Regions from separate parts of the Mus musculus genome. Here all the other regions are linked to region 1. A link is a contact called in public promoter capture Hi-C data. All regions are on one chromosome and are shown on one strand. Each heading gives the region's core, a stretch centred on a gene start, on an enhancer-like site or on the middle of the called end of the contact. The rest is flanking DNA. Distances are from core to core; before and after follow the strand shown. Region 1 overlaps Ddx31 (DEAD/H box helicase 31). Region 2 holds the start of Cfap77 (cilia and flagella associated protein 77). Region 3 overlaps Cfap77 (cilia and flagella associated protein 77).

The links. Promoter capture Hi-C pulls out the DNA fragments that hold promoters and counts their contacts. Capture Hi-C pulls out chosen DNA fragments and counts their contacts.
Region 2: a contact with region 1 is called in a promoter capture Hi-C map of liver, with 3 times the contacts expected there. The contact joins the promoter of Cfap77 here to the enhancer-like site in region 1. A contact is called at or near these places in 7 of 39 promoter capture datasets (the 3T3-L1 cell line, the C10 cell line, embryonic stem cells and 3 more), 1 of 15 datasets of contacts at CTCF or cohesin (the NIH/3T3 cell line), 13 of 115 datasets of contacts at active chromatin or transcription factors (the 230-238 cell line, bone marrow-derived macrophages, cardiomyocytes and 10 more) and 4 of 9 other capture datasets (adipose tissue, embryonic stem cells, liver and 1 more).
Region 3: a promoter capture Hi-C map of liver shows a contact between it and region 1, with 2.1 times the contacts expected there. The contact joins two enhancer-like sites. A contact is called at or near these places in 1 of 484 Hi-C or Micro-C datasets (centrocytes), 2 of 115 datasets of contacts at active chromatin or transcription factors (embryonic stem cells and trophoblast stem cells) and 2 of 9 other capture datasets (adipose tissue and liver).

Annotation. Positions count from the first base shown.
Region 1 is chr2:28,880,195-28,884,465 of GRCm38.p6, forward strand. Ddx31 (DEAD/H box helicase 31) reads left to right here. Exons shown (of 20, transcript NM_001033294.3): 17 at 949-1,030. Among named protein-coding and RNA genes, the nearest start is that of Barhl1, 34 kb to the right of the region's middle. Within about 2 kb of position 1,972, at least 16 of the 459 cell types and tissues checked have an H3K27ac peak or open chromatin away from gene starts, as enhancers often do. A contact at or near this core is called in liver, neural progenitor cells and pancreatic islet, where this site is marked.
Region 2 is chr2:29,053,227-29,057,497 of GRCm38.p6, forward strand. Cfap77 (cilia and flagella associated protein 77) reads right to left here and starts at 1,840. Exons shown (of 6, transcript NM_001166705.1): 1 at 1,588-1,840. The coding sequence starts at 1,782.
Region 3 is chr2:29,032,824-29,037,094 of GRCm38.p6, forward strand. The region is part of intron 1 of Cfap77 (cilia and flagella associated protein 77); the gene reads right to left. Among named protein-coding and RNA genes, the nearest start is that of Cfap77, 20 kb to the right of the region's middle. Within about 2 kb of position 2,283, at least 12 of the 459 cell types and tissues checked have an H3K27ac peak or open chromatin away from gene starts, as enhancers often do. A contact at or near this core is called in liver, where this site is marked.

The DNA of each region.
Region 1 (4,271 bases), core at 722-3,221:
CTATGTGAAATGATATTCTTGCCTGTTCAAGTAATTATGTCAAGAAATAAGCCTACTGTGTTGGTAACTACGCTTTAGGATGAAGCAATGGCAGAGGGCTGGCAAGGCAGCTGACCTGACTCCATACCCAGAACCCACATGGTAGAACTCACTCCTGAAGTTACTCTCTGATTACCATGCATAAGTCACATTATGTGTGTACCGATGTACACACACAAACACATACAAATAAAGGAAGGGGAGATGGTAGAAGCCTAATATGGTGATATTTGCTTGTAACCCCAGCACTGGATGGAGGCAGGGGGATCTAGAACAGCCTTGGTTCCATGATGAGAGACCAGCAGCTTAGGGTACATGAGATCTTGCCTCAAAGGGGGGGATGAAGAAAGGAAAATGAAGGCAAGATGGATGGGCAGATACAAGGAAGACCCCCATGTGAGGTAACCTGCTTTAGGCCCAGCAGCAGGGACACTGGCTGACTTGGCCTGTTGCCCACCTTTCCTTTTTCCTAATGCCTTTATCTTTAATTACCTGTCTTTAATGCCAGTACTCAGGAGGCAAAGATTGTTATGAGTTTTGAGGCCAGCCTGGTCTACAGAGTGAATTCCAAGACAGCCAGGGCTATACAAACAAACAAACAACAAAAAGGAGGGGGAGGAGATCCTCTTCTTCTTGACAGTTTTTTGTATTGGGGAGGTAAAAGTGTAAAGGTCAGAGGGCAACTGTGAGATTCACTTCTCTTCTTCAAGGTCTTAGTGGTTGAAGTCGGGCTGTAGGCTTGGTAGCAAGTTCCTGTACCAGCTGAGGTATTCTCTAGCCTGCTGTCCCCTTCCTCAGATGTTGCATGTCCTCGGGTCTCGTTTCAGAATGGACTGGTTTTATACGTCAGAATCTGGGCTATCTCTGGGAAAGGAAAAGGCTGACTTTCTTGTGCTCTTCCCCTTACAGTGTTGGTGAGATTAAGATGGAAGATATTTTGGCTGTCCTGGCAAAGGATGATTGTTTTAAAAGGAGACAAAGGGGAGCCCAGGTGAGTGCTTCATATCTTGATGGAGACTTTATGTGTGCACTGTGTCTTCTGCCAAACAGAATGTACATTCCAAGGACCATGAACATCAGATGAAGTTAGACCTTGATTGTGGTGTTTTGTTTTGTTTTGTTTTGTTTTGTTTTCCCTTCTCTTCCCTCTGGATGTTTGCTAGTCTCATCCTGTTAATGGGCACCAGTCCATTCTGGAGGCCTGCCAGGCAGCAGCAGGCTCTGCAGAAAGGAGGTCTAGGGCATTGAGTCTGGAGCCAGCAGTGTAAGTTCACCCAGGTGGTGGCCCCTCTCCAGATCATCAGCAAGGACCACTGGCTAGACCTGTTCATCCGTATAGCACGGGGGAAGAAATAAATATCGCTGTCTGTCTCTCAGACATACTTAGGTTCCCCATTTTTAATGTGACTGCACTGTCTACAGAGGAAGAATAAAGTTGAGATCATTAAGAAGAAAAATGTTTACTATCCATGCAGCTCCATATGGAGATACCGAGCTGTGCCCGCAGGCCTGAGCAGCAGCCCCTCCCTGCTGCCTCTAGCTCGGCCCTGCCCCTCTAGTCCATTGCTTAGTATGCTATGTGCACATGTGTGTTGCTCTATATGATTTGACTAATTATGTGAATATTTTACATTTATTTTCTTAGGCCTGATGATAGAGTGGGAAAATCAGACCCACTTAGATCAGGCTGTGATATTTCCATCATGTCTCAGGTGCCTTTATTTGAATCGATACTTCGTTTGAGGCAGGGGCTAGATTTATCTGGCCCTGGCTTCAGCTCTTTTCCAGAGCACACTTGAGGGAGTTTTCATCAGCAAGCTATATTCAGTGACTTTCTGTGTGAAACATCTTGCCACACTAGAGTGAGCCTCTCAGTCCCTTTCTAAGAGGCTGAGCGGCTGGCACAGATGCACTGTCTTTGCACACGTCAGTTATTCTGTAACTCTTGTGTTTAGAGTGTTTATGTTTTAATGTTGCTCTGGCTACTTCACCGTGGTTCCAGTCCAGCTCCACAGTGTCAGCAGGGAGCTTGGGAGTTACAGAGGAGTGATCCCTGGCTCACACTCCTCAGCTGGGTGCCTCTGGGAAACTCTGGGCCTTTGCAAGCCTAGGCTTCTTCATGTGTAAAATTGAGATATACAGTAGTCACTCAAAGGAGAGAATGAGGTAGTGTAAGAAACAACCCTAAAACACCCAGTATACTACTGCAGGGTAAACACCCAGTGTACTACTGCAGAGTAAACACCCAGTGTACTACTGCAGAGTAAACACCCAGTGTACTACTGCAGAGTAAACACCCAGTGTACTACTGCAGAGTAAACACCCAGTGTACTACTGCAGAGTAAACACCCAGTGTACTACTGCAGAGTAAACACCCAGTGTACTACTGCAGAGTAAACACCCAGTGTACTACTGCAGAGTAAACACCCAGTGTACTACTGCAGAGTAAACACCCAGTGTACTACTGCAGGCACAGAAGGCTAGCACTGTAGTTGCACACTGTGCCACCGGTGCTGTATCCTAATAAATAAATGGATCATGAGTATCCGCCTGCCGTCCAGAAATGAGAACCAGCTGGAAAATGACAAGATGAAATTCTAAAGGTTGGATCAAACTTAGCCTTCTGTAGCTTGTTTCTGAGACCAGCTTTGGTTTGAGTAGTCTTTATCCCTGAATTCAGACTTTTCCCCAGGGCTGTGATTGTTGTGTAAGTCTGAACAGCACCCGTGTCCCCAGGGAAGGAGCAGAGCAGCTGCATTTCCCTCTGTCCTTTCAGCAACTGGCCATGTCATTCTTAACATCTGCCCTTCTGTGGCCTTCTCCTTAAGCCTCTTCCTGGCTGGGGGCCAGCCTCAAAGACGTCCTGAGCCCTGAGAGCCATTGTAAGAGACTCTCTGGGCAAGAGTCGTAAGAGTCGAGTGAGCCAGGACTTGAGTCCTTGCCTTACAGCTGGTACCTCTGTGGCCTTGGGCAGGAACTCAGTCTTCCTTTCTGCAGAAAGATTATGAGAGTGCCCATATTTGAGGGTTGCCTGGGGGTTGAATGAAATGAGGCAGAAAGAGCCTGGCATGCTTTCAAACAGTGAGCGTTCTCCAGAGCAGAGACCATATCATCGCCTCACCCTAGGCTCCCACCTTTTGGCAGGAATAAATTGAATGCTTTTATAATTTTATAATTTGCTGCTGTTTATTTGAGGGAGAAATGCTAAGATTGGGTTTTCACTGTTATTGTTAGATGTGACTAACTGAGAAAACTAAATTCACCGCACTAGACTTCTGTTGATTGAGACCTGGTTTGTAGAACCAAGCCTCGTTTTAACTCAGAAGAAGGACTCTCTGATCTCAGTTGCTATGTTGTTAATCACAGAGCTATCTGGCCTAGGAGGGTGCAGGGAGTGAGGGGTCCAGCTTCCATTCTGTTCCTCATGAAAAGTGTACCTGTCCTGGCTACTCACTGCCTGCAGTGCAGACAGCTCTGCAGCAGATGCACAAGTGGCCAGCATACAAACACTGCACCTCGTTACCATCCCTTCTACTTCACCAGCTCCACTCGAGCCCATGGTAAATGTCCCTTTGGCACACACAGTTTTGGGCTTCTGTGAACAGAGAGAGAGCTAGTGAAGCATCTGTAAAATGTATATTTCATATTTAGGTGTATGAAATATATATACAGCTGCGTCTGGGTGTGAGTGTTCACCTCCCTACAAAGAGAATAAATTTGATCTTTCAGCTTGACTGGGAGGCTCTCAGAAGGTTCTGGGGACCATGGGGTGAAGCTTAGCTAGGCAAGAAAGTGATTAAAATAAAACCCTTCCATTTAGTTAAATAGCTTGGAAGATGGCTGTTCAGCACAATACCTCGACTGCACACACCGCTGTGTGCCACCGCCACCGTCTAAACCTTGTCCTAGGTGGAGGGGTCCAGCCTGGTCTCACTGCAGTGTCTCAGTCTCTGGTGTTGTGAAGTTCCCGCAGAGTGTGCACCCTCCCAGCATGGTCTTCTACAAGTTTTTTTTTGTCCTGTGAGCTCTGCTTATAAAATTCTCCAAACTGTCCCTGGCATTGGGAAGTGTTAAAATCCCATCAGAGCCCCTACCTCATCATTTCCCATGATCTTTTGTCTGGAGGATCAGTGGGGTGTTGCGGACAAAGGCACACCAAGAGCCAGTAGGGGCTGGAGGCATGTTTTTCTCAACTGCCTGTGGTCTGCTAGCTGTAGGTTGGCTTCATTAGC
Region 2 (4,271 bases), core at 590-3,089, 170 kb after region 1:
GGCCAAATGCTGCCCTTGATTAACCAGGGAGAAGGCAAAGGGGAAGGGGGGCGGCATTCACATATTGTATTTACACACATTGTAGTTTATACACCTACATACAAATGCTAAACATATAGTGAGCAATATATAACACATGTGTGGCCTATATATATACAAGTGCATGCAGTTATATATGTGCCACCTGGAGTGAACGTTACACAAGAATTCACTGTGGAAGTGACTCTATAATGCCCTTCCTCTCATATAAGGAGCTGCACACTAGTGACACCTGATTAAAGCAATGTTGGACTTGATGCACCAGGGCAGGGAGATACGGAGGGGGGACTGCCCTCTCAGAGGGGAGGGGAAGAGAGAGGAACTCTTCGAGGGAGGACAGGGGTCGGGAGAGGGCAGCATTTGGGAGATAGATAGATAGATAGATAGATAGATAAAAGCACTGTTGGAATTTTATCAGGACACCCATTGATAGGCACTGATAGGCCTTGATTTCCTCCTTGGCCTAAGGCAGTGAATTCCAACTCTCTGTCCCAGGTACCTGCTAAGATCAGGAATCCAAGAAGTAAGCAAAACTTGTTCCACTGTGGAAACATCTCAGAGGGGCCAGTGCTAAGGATGCTGCTTCATGGGTTCCCTGTATCTAGCTTCTGTCCTCCTGGGAGCATTAATTAGCCCAGAAAGGTCTAACAATATAGGTCTGCCTATAGTCAAAGAACCCATCAGCATGCCCATACCTCTATGGAACCTGGAAACCGAGGTCAATTTTTAGAAGCACACTGCCCTCTAGCGGCACAAGATAAATTTGCGCCACTAAACTTCAACTTTACTTTTTCGGTCTCCCGGCGCCTAAAGAGGCAGAGCCACGGCCACGTGTAGGTTTTTTTTGGGTTTTGTTTTTGTTTTTGTTTTTCGAGACAGGGTTTTTCTATAGCCCTGGCTGTCCTGGAGCTCACTTTGTAGACCAGGCTGGTATCGAACTCAAAAATCCGCCTGCCTCTGCCTCCCAAGTGCTGGGATTAAAGGCGTGCCCCACCACGCCCGGCCCAAGTGTAGTTTTTAGCCAGACAGGAAAACAGACAAAAGTGCGGAGGACCAGCACCGAAAGGGAAAGTGATCTGTCTATAAACGCTGCTCCCACGCAAGTGCCAGCCACGCCTCCTAGAGGGCTTTGAATCTCACACCCCCAGCACACTTAAGATGGTGTTGTGATACTTTCCCGACAGTCAGTCCCAGAGCACCTGCTGCATAGTAGACCAGAGGTGCTGGGGAAGATGGATCTTGGGTGGCAAGGGCATGGATGGGTGCCTGAGACCTGTCTGTCACCCTGTGGGTACGAGCCCGGTAGAGATTGCCCTATCCATAGTCTTTCCCAGTAGTGGGGAAAGACCCCGCTAACGTGTGCCACTTGAGGACACTGAGGTTCCTGGACTGGCTACGACTGCAGAGGGTCCAGGAGGCCTGTTTCACCCAGAGCAAGTTTCCTACACTGCGCCCAAACCCTGGGCCCCGGGTCCCGAGAGTTCAGCAGCTGGAACCCATCGGCGGCGTCGGTGCCCGCGGAGGGGATGATCGTGCCCAGGCGCTCACCTTGACGATGAGCGGGTTCTGAAACATGGAGTCACGCACGACCCCCAGCCTTTCGTTCTCCATGCCCGTACGGATGTCGACCACCGTCAGCGGCCGTCGGGGCGGCGGGCAGATCTGGCTGACCGTGCGATGCACGGGCTGCTTCTTCTTTTTCCATGCCGTGAGGTCTTTCCCGGGTTTCGCCGGATCAGGCATCCCAGGGGCCTCCGGGATTAGACCTTGGCTGCAAAGCCCACAGAGTTCTGCGCTGTCTGAGGACTCCAGCCCCGAGCGAGCGCGCGCTCCGGGCTGCACCACGGGGACCCTGGGGTGCACCTCGCGGCAAGGCAGGCTCCGGAGCAGAGCGCGCCCACCTGCGGAGCCTCTGTCCAAAGCTTAAACCCCGCCAGTTCTTCGGAGTGATTTGGGCACCTCGCAGCAGACTGAGAGAGGGAAGAGTGTCTACACTACCCCTTTCGGAAAAATGGAACGTCCCGTCTCCTTGGTGACAAGACGCCAACAGCTCAAGAGCTTCCGGTTTTCTTTCTAGAAATTCTTAGCAACCACAGAGACCTTTTAGACCTGTCTCAAATCAACATAGAAAAACCCAAGAATCAAATCTAGGTTGTGTTAAAAGAGAAGAGGTTTTAGAGGATCACTTATCCTTGGCTTCCACCCTCTAACTACCCTACTCTAGTTACAGTTCCCTCCCAAGGGAATCTTTTCTTCTTCTTCTTCTTCTTCTTCCTTCTTCTTCTTCTTCTTCTTCTTCTTCTTCTTCTTCTTCTTCTTCTTCTTCTTCTTCTTCTTCTTCCTTCTTCTTCTTCTTCTTCTTCTTCTTCTTCTTCTTCTTCTCCTCCTCCTCCTCCTCCTCCTCCTCCTTCTCCTTCTTCTTCTTTTCTTCTTCTTTTCTCCTTTTCTTCTTCTTTTCTTCTTTTCTTCTTCTTTTCTCCTTCTTTTCTTCTTCTTTTCTCCTTTTTTCTTCTTCTCTTCTTTTCTCCTTCTTTTCTTCTTCTTCTCTTCTTCTTTTCTTCTTCTTTTCTCCTTCTTTTCTTCTCTTCTTCTTTTCTCCTTCTTTTCTTCTTCTCTTCTTCTTCTCTTCCTCCTCCTCCTCCTCTTCTTTCTCCTCCTCCTTCTCCTCCTCCTTCTTCTTCCTTCCTTTCTTCTTCTTCTTTTCTCCTTCTTTTCTTCTTCTCTTCTTCTTCTCTTCCTCCTCCTCCTCCTCTTCTTTCTCCTCCTCCTTCTCCTCCTCCTTCTTCTTCCTTCCTTTCTTCTTCTTCTTCTTCTTCTTCTTCTTCTTCTTCTTCTTCCTCCTCCTCCTTCTTCCTTCTTCCTTCTTCTTCTTCTTCTTCTTCTTCTTCTTCTTCTTCTTCTCTCTCTCTCTCTCTCTCTCTCTCTCTCTCTCTCTGGGATATGGTACTAACACAGTCGTACTGCAATAGAAATATGCATTCTTAGGCTTGAGGTCAATGCTAATTCAGTGGGTGGTCCCAAGCCAGTTTCCCTGTTGGACACTTCCTCCCACCTCGAAAGAAAAAAAAAATATGGATTAGATCAATAGTGTCTGACTCTGGAATCAAATGGAGGGAAACTGAAAAAGATCATCAGGTTTGGTTCACTGAGTAAGAATATCTGAAAATAAGGCCGGGGAGATGGCTCGGGGTGTGAAGGCACCTGCCTCTAAGCCTGACAACCCAGTTTGTTTCTCAGGACCCATATGGTGAAAAGAGATCCCACCCATTCCAAGTTGTCCCCCGAATTGCACGAGAATGCTGTGGCACACATGAACACACACACATACCAAATAAACAAATATAAAGACCCAGTTGGAAATGGCATCTGAGATTATCCTTAAGGATCTATTAACCTACAACACAATTTTTTTTTAATTAAAAAAAATTCAATCCTACCAGAAAGTCAAAAATTGGGGGGGGGGCAGGGGGACAAGAAAAATGGTTCAGGACTGAGGAAGACTTGCTGTTCTTGCCAAGGACCTGGGTTCAATTCCCAGTACCCAGTTAATGCATCACAACCATCAGTAATCCTGGCCTCCAAGAGGCACCAGGTGCATACATGCCATACAAAGATATACGAAAGAAAATACTCATATGCATGTCATTTTAACTGAATACAGTGGATTCAATAAAAACCTGAGGATGTTGCCCATATTTACAATCCTTTGGATGGTTCTAAAGGCATACAGTCCATTGTGGCAGGCAGGCATGGTGGCTGGAAAAGTTTGCTGACACCTCACATCCTGAACTCCCCAATCATGCAGGATGAAGGGAGGGAGGGGACAGGAGGGAGAGGGAAAGAACACTGGGAATAGCAGGAGGCTTTTAAACCCCAGTGAGTGGCCTACTTCATCTAGGCCTACACCTCTAGACCTCTCCAAACATCATCACCAACTGGAAGGCAAGTGTTTAAATAGGTGAGGCTATTCTCATTCAAACTGCTGGAAACCCTAAAGACTTCACCCTGCATAAAGGGCATTTTCTTTTGAGGGTATTTTTCTTAAAACATTTAATAATTTTGTGCATGTGTATAATGAGCTTTGTTCATATCTTTTCCTTCTCCCTCTCCCCAATTGCTGAACTCCCTCTTCTTGTCAGCAAGTCCCTCTTCCACTTTCAGATCTTATTTTGTGCCCCACTGAATTCAATTAGGGTTGCTGACCTAAGCATGGGTGGGGGTGACTGACACTA
Region 3 (4,271 bases), core at 1,033-3,532, 150 kb after region 1:
TCTGAGCTTTTGAACCTGGTGTTTGTCTCCCTCCAAGTCCCTGCTCACTCTCTCCTCCCACGGAGGCCACTAAGCTCTTTCTTGTTGTTTCTTGGAGAAAGCTGATTAAGGTAATTGGCAACTTTTTCCCGTGATTCCACAGCAAGCTGTCATTTCAAGGAGAAGCCGTCCACTCCAATTCAGAACACCCATTTTTTCGATGTTTTCTTCTGTGCGGCGGGAGGAGAGGGGAGTGGGAATCTGTGGCCCCCCAAAGAAACAAGCTCTTCGTCTCCCTTTGTGTTTCTGAGCGTGTAAACTCAGCTGGAATCACAGCTAATAAATAGGTCATCTTGTACTTTCAAAATAAAAACACACCGTATTTCAGTGGAATAGCGGCTGTACGTTAAAAAGCTGTCAACTTCACTACAATTTCCCTGAACCCTGCACTGCAGAGAGATACCTTGTCACTCAGAGCCCAGCGCATTTTTACTGAAATATCTTCTTGACTGTGTAAATAATGAGCAGAGCTGCATGGAAATATCTAGGCCCACAGCCACCTTTCTCAATGCTCCCAAAGAAACCATATGCAAATGACAGGTACAGGGGTGCCTGCTTTCTACAGTTCAGTTTGAAAACAAAGGTGAGCTGTCCCACAACCCCTGGTATGTATTTTGGATGGGAGGGTGCGTAAAGAAAAAGGTGGGACCAGTGGTCTCTGCAAGCTTCAAAGCAAGGAGTCTGGACTCAACAGCTATTTTGAACTGAACGCACAGGGTTTGCGGCTAAAAAGTCCAAGCCACCAGATATATTTGCTATGGAAGAAAGACCCAGCCCCCAGGAGGTGTTTATGAGAACAGACAGTCCACACACCTGCAGGGCTCAAGATGCAGTCTGGGTACAGCTTCCCTCAAGTATCAGTTCTGCCTCCTGGTGGAGGTCCGGCCTTGGGCCTTACAACCTTTCTGCAACCTTCTGCACTGTTCTCTAAGCCTCCAATGTATGGGTTGTGTTGCAGACATATCAATTAGGGGTGGACACCCCACAGTTCTGGGCATTTTTACCAGTTAAGTGAGTTCTGTTGACATCCCAGCATGGATAGGGGAGATTTTCCTAAGGCTCCACCCATAGATCAAGAGCTACAGGCATTTAAATGGCTCCCAAGAGAGGGAAATTAAGTGTTCTCCAGGGTCTTCTGTGTTCATTTCCATCCCTCCCTTTAGAATGCCGGATGACCTCAGCTAGTGACGTCATCACCACTCACTATGTACTGGACAAGGGAAAGGAAGGAGGGGTGGATTTGCGTGGGTCCCGGAGCATGGAGGGAACATTGATTGAAAGAGGTAGGCACGTGAGACTCCCTTAAACTCCATACTAACCGGACTCTCTCCATCTTTCTCATCAGAACGGAATGCTGAAGAGCTTCTCCCATCTTACCAACCCCCTTCCAATAAAGAGCTTGTCTTTCATGGTCTGACGGGCCACCCACGAGGGGAGCCGGGCTTTCAGAAGTAACTGGGGCCTCTTGATGTTAGGGAAGTGGATAACTGGAAAGGACCCAGAAGATGTTTATTCAGTTCAACATGAACGAGGGCTTTTCTAGAACCCTTACAACTGTTGTTATTGACAACGGTTGTCAAACTTGGGTCACTAGTGATCAGCACGCTCTGTGGCCTGTGCTGTGCAGAGCCGTGGTGAAGGGGAGCAGGCCTCCAAGTAAACGTTTTTCTATCAGGACACCCAAATAGAAGCAATGACATTAGGTGAATAGATAAGTGGATGAATGGCAGAGACGCTGTCATTAGCCCACTCATAGTCTCTCGAGCCTTCGAGGGCAGACGGAGGAGTGGTTTAATTAATGGGATTGAAAAGTCCTGCACTGGTGGCCGTCCCACCTGCTGTTCCCAGGATTACCCTGCACAATGACAGAGCATCACAGCCCAAGATACCACCTGCGAGGTGACAGAGCCCAGGGGTCCTCCCAGTCCAAGTCAAGCACCTTCAAACGCTGTTCTTTCTCTGTGCATTCAAGTCTGATTAACACGCAATACTGGGCTTTATCAAACAGCTCAGTATCCTGTTACTAAAGACCCCATTCTACTTGAGACTAGCCGTGCCTCCTGATTTTCCTTTTGTGTCCTGGACTGTTTAGGCAGAGCAGGGGTCTGAAGAGGGGCCCTGACCATGGTTTCAAAGTCCTTGTTTGGATTTCCTCGTTCAATGCTCAACCGGCACAGAGGGCCCCAGCCTGTAAGCACTTCCACTGCTACCGGGCGCCAAAAGGCAGGAGAGCACGGTACTATTGATGTGGACTGTGTGTAAACAGCACAGAACTACACATGTCTCGGTGAGCCCAAATGCAAATGCTTCCACCCACCTGTGTGTAAAGCTGACTGTGCCTTCCTTCACAGAGAACCTTCCTTTAAGTCTTAAAACAAAAGGGCCTTAAGTCTGGGTTGAAAACAAACCTAGACATTTGTAGGAATGCCAAGGCTACTGTCTACTAGGAAACAGTCTCCCAGGTACTCATTAAACCATCTGTTTATTCACTCATTCTGCATTTATTGAGCACCTACTTTATGCCAATCGCTGTGGGCATAGGGGGTGCAAAAATCAAGAGGACGGGCTGGCGAGATGGCTCAGTGGGTAAGAGCACCCGACTGCTCTTCCGAAGGTCCAGAGTTCGAATCCCAGCAACCACATGGTGGCTCACAACCATCCCCAACAAGATCTGACTCCCTCTTCTAGAGTGTCTGAAGACACTCTTCTAGAGTGTCTGAAGACAGCTACAGTGTACTTACATATAATCAATAAATAAATCTTTAAAAAAAAAAAAAAAAATCAAGAGGACACAGCTTCTGCCCACAAGGTACCACCCAAAGCAGACTTTTAATGTGATGGGAAGAACAATGAGAGAAATGCAGGTTAGAACATTACAGGCCCAAGATGACTGAGAGCAGGGTGGGGAAAGACTGCAGGGAGAGAGATGAGACGGCTTTCACGGGATGCCTGAAGAGCCGTACCGTGAGCCCCAGAGGGCACAGCAGTGGGTAGAGAAGCCACATCAGGCAGGGACAGCAGTCTGGCCGTTAATGAGTGACTAGCTCGTGATAGCTGGGTGGTCAGTCTGAGTGACCGTGGTGTCAAGGTTTAAAGTTCTGCAACAGGGGAGTGCTGGGGAGGGAATGGACTCTACCTCTTCTATCCAAGGGTTCTGTAGCTACAGATTTAACTGCTAGATGATAGAAAATATCATGGCCTGTCATGAGCATGCGTAGACAAGTTTTTTGTTTTAATCAGTATTCCTTAAACAACTATCTACTTAGCGTTTACATTGTATACAATGTAAGGATTACAATTAGCTTAAATATTATTTAATGATTTATTTATTTTTATTTTATTATTACATTGGTGTTCTGCCTGCATGTATGTCTGTGTGTGAGGGTTTCAGATCCCCTGGAACTGGAATTACAAACAGTTGTGAGCTGTCACATGGGTGCTAGGAATTAAACTCAGGTCCTTTGGAAGAACAGCCAGTGTTGTTAAATACTGAACCATCTCTCCAGCCCCTGATATTCTTTAAAATATATGGAAGGTCTGGGGGTGCAGCTCAGCTGCCAGAGTGTTTGGCAAGCATGCACTAAGCTTGGACTGCATTCCCAGCACCCAGGAAAGCTAGGAATGGTGGCACATGCCTGTAATCCCAGCACTCAGGAGGCGGAGGCAGGAGGATGAGAAGCTTAAGGTCACCCTCTGCTACATAGAGGGTTCAAAGCCAATCTGAGGGACATGGGACAATGTCTAAGTAAGTAAGTGGAGGTGACAAGCCACCAGCACAGCTTCCCTGGCAGGAGATGCATATGAGGACAGAGGAGACAGGTGCTTGTAGCCTTGAGTGTGTCTGGAAGGAGCCTTACTACCAGGGACAGCCACAGTGTCCCACCTTTCCTTTACAGGAAATGAAGAGAGTGTGGGGGATGACCTGCGTTCTGAGGCTTGTATTCTGACGTCTGAGCTCTCGATGCTTTAGGGTGTGGCCTAACCCAACGTGCCTGAGAGAATGTCCTGTGAACAAAACTGAGGAGAGCCCATGACAGAGCTCTCTCTTGAACTTCGAAACAACTACTGCGTGTCCTTTTTGCCTAAAGGCTTATTTATTTGTATATGTATGTCCCTGCAGGGATGTCTGTGTACCACATGCATGAAGTGCTCACGGTGGCCAGGAAAGGGCACCAGATCAGCTGGACTTACAAATCTTTATAAACTGTCATGTACCCACAGGAAACCCAACT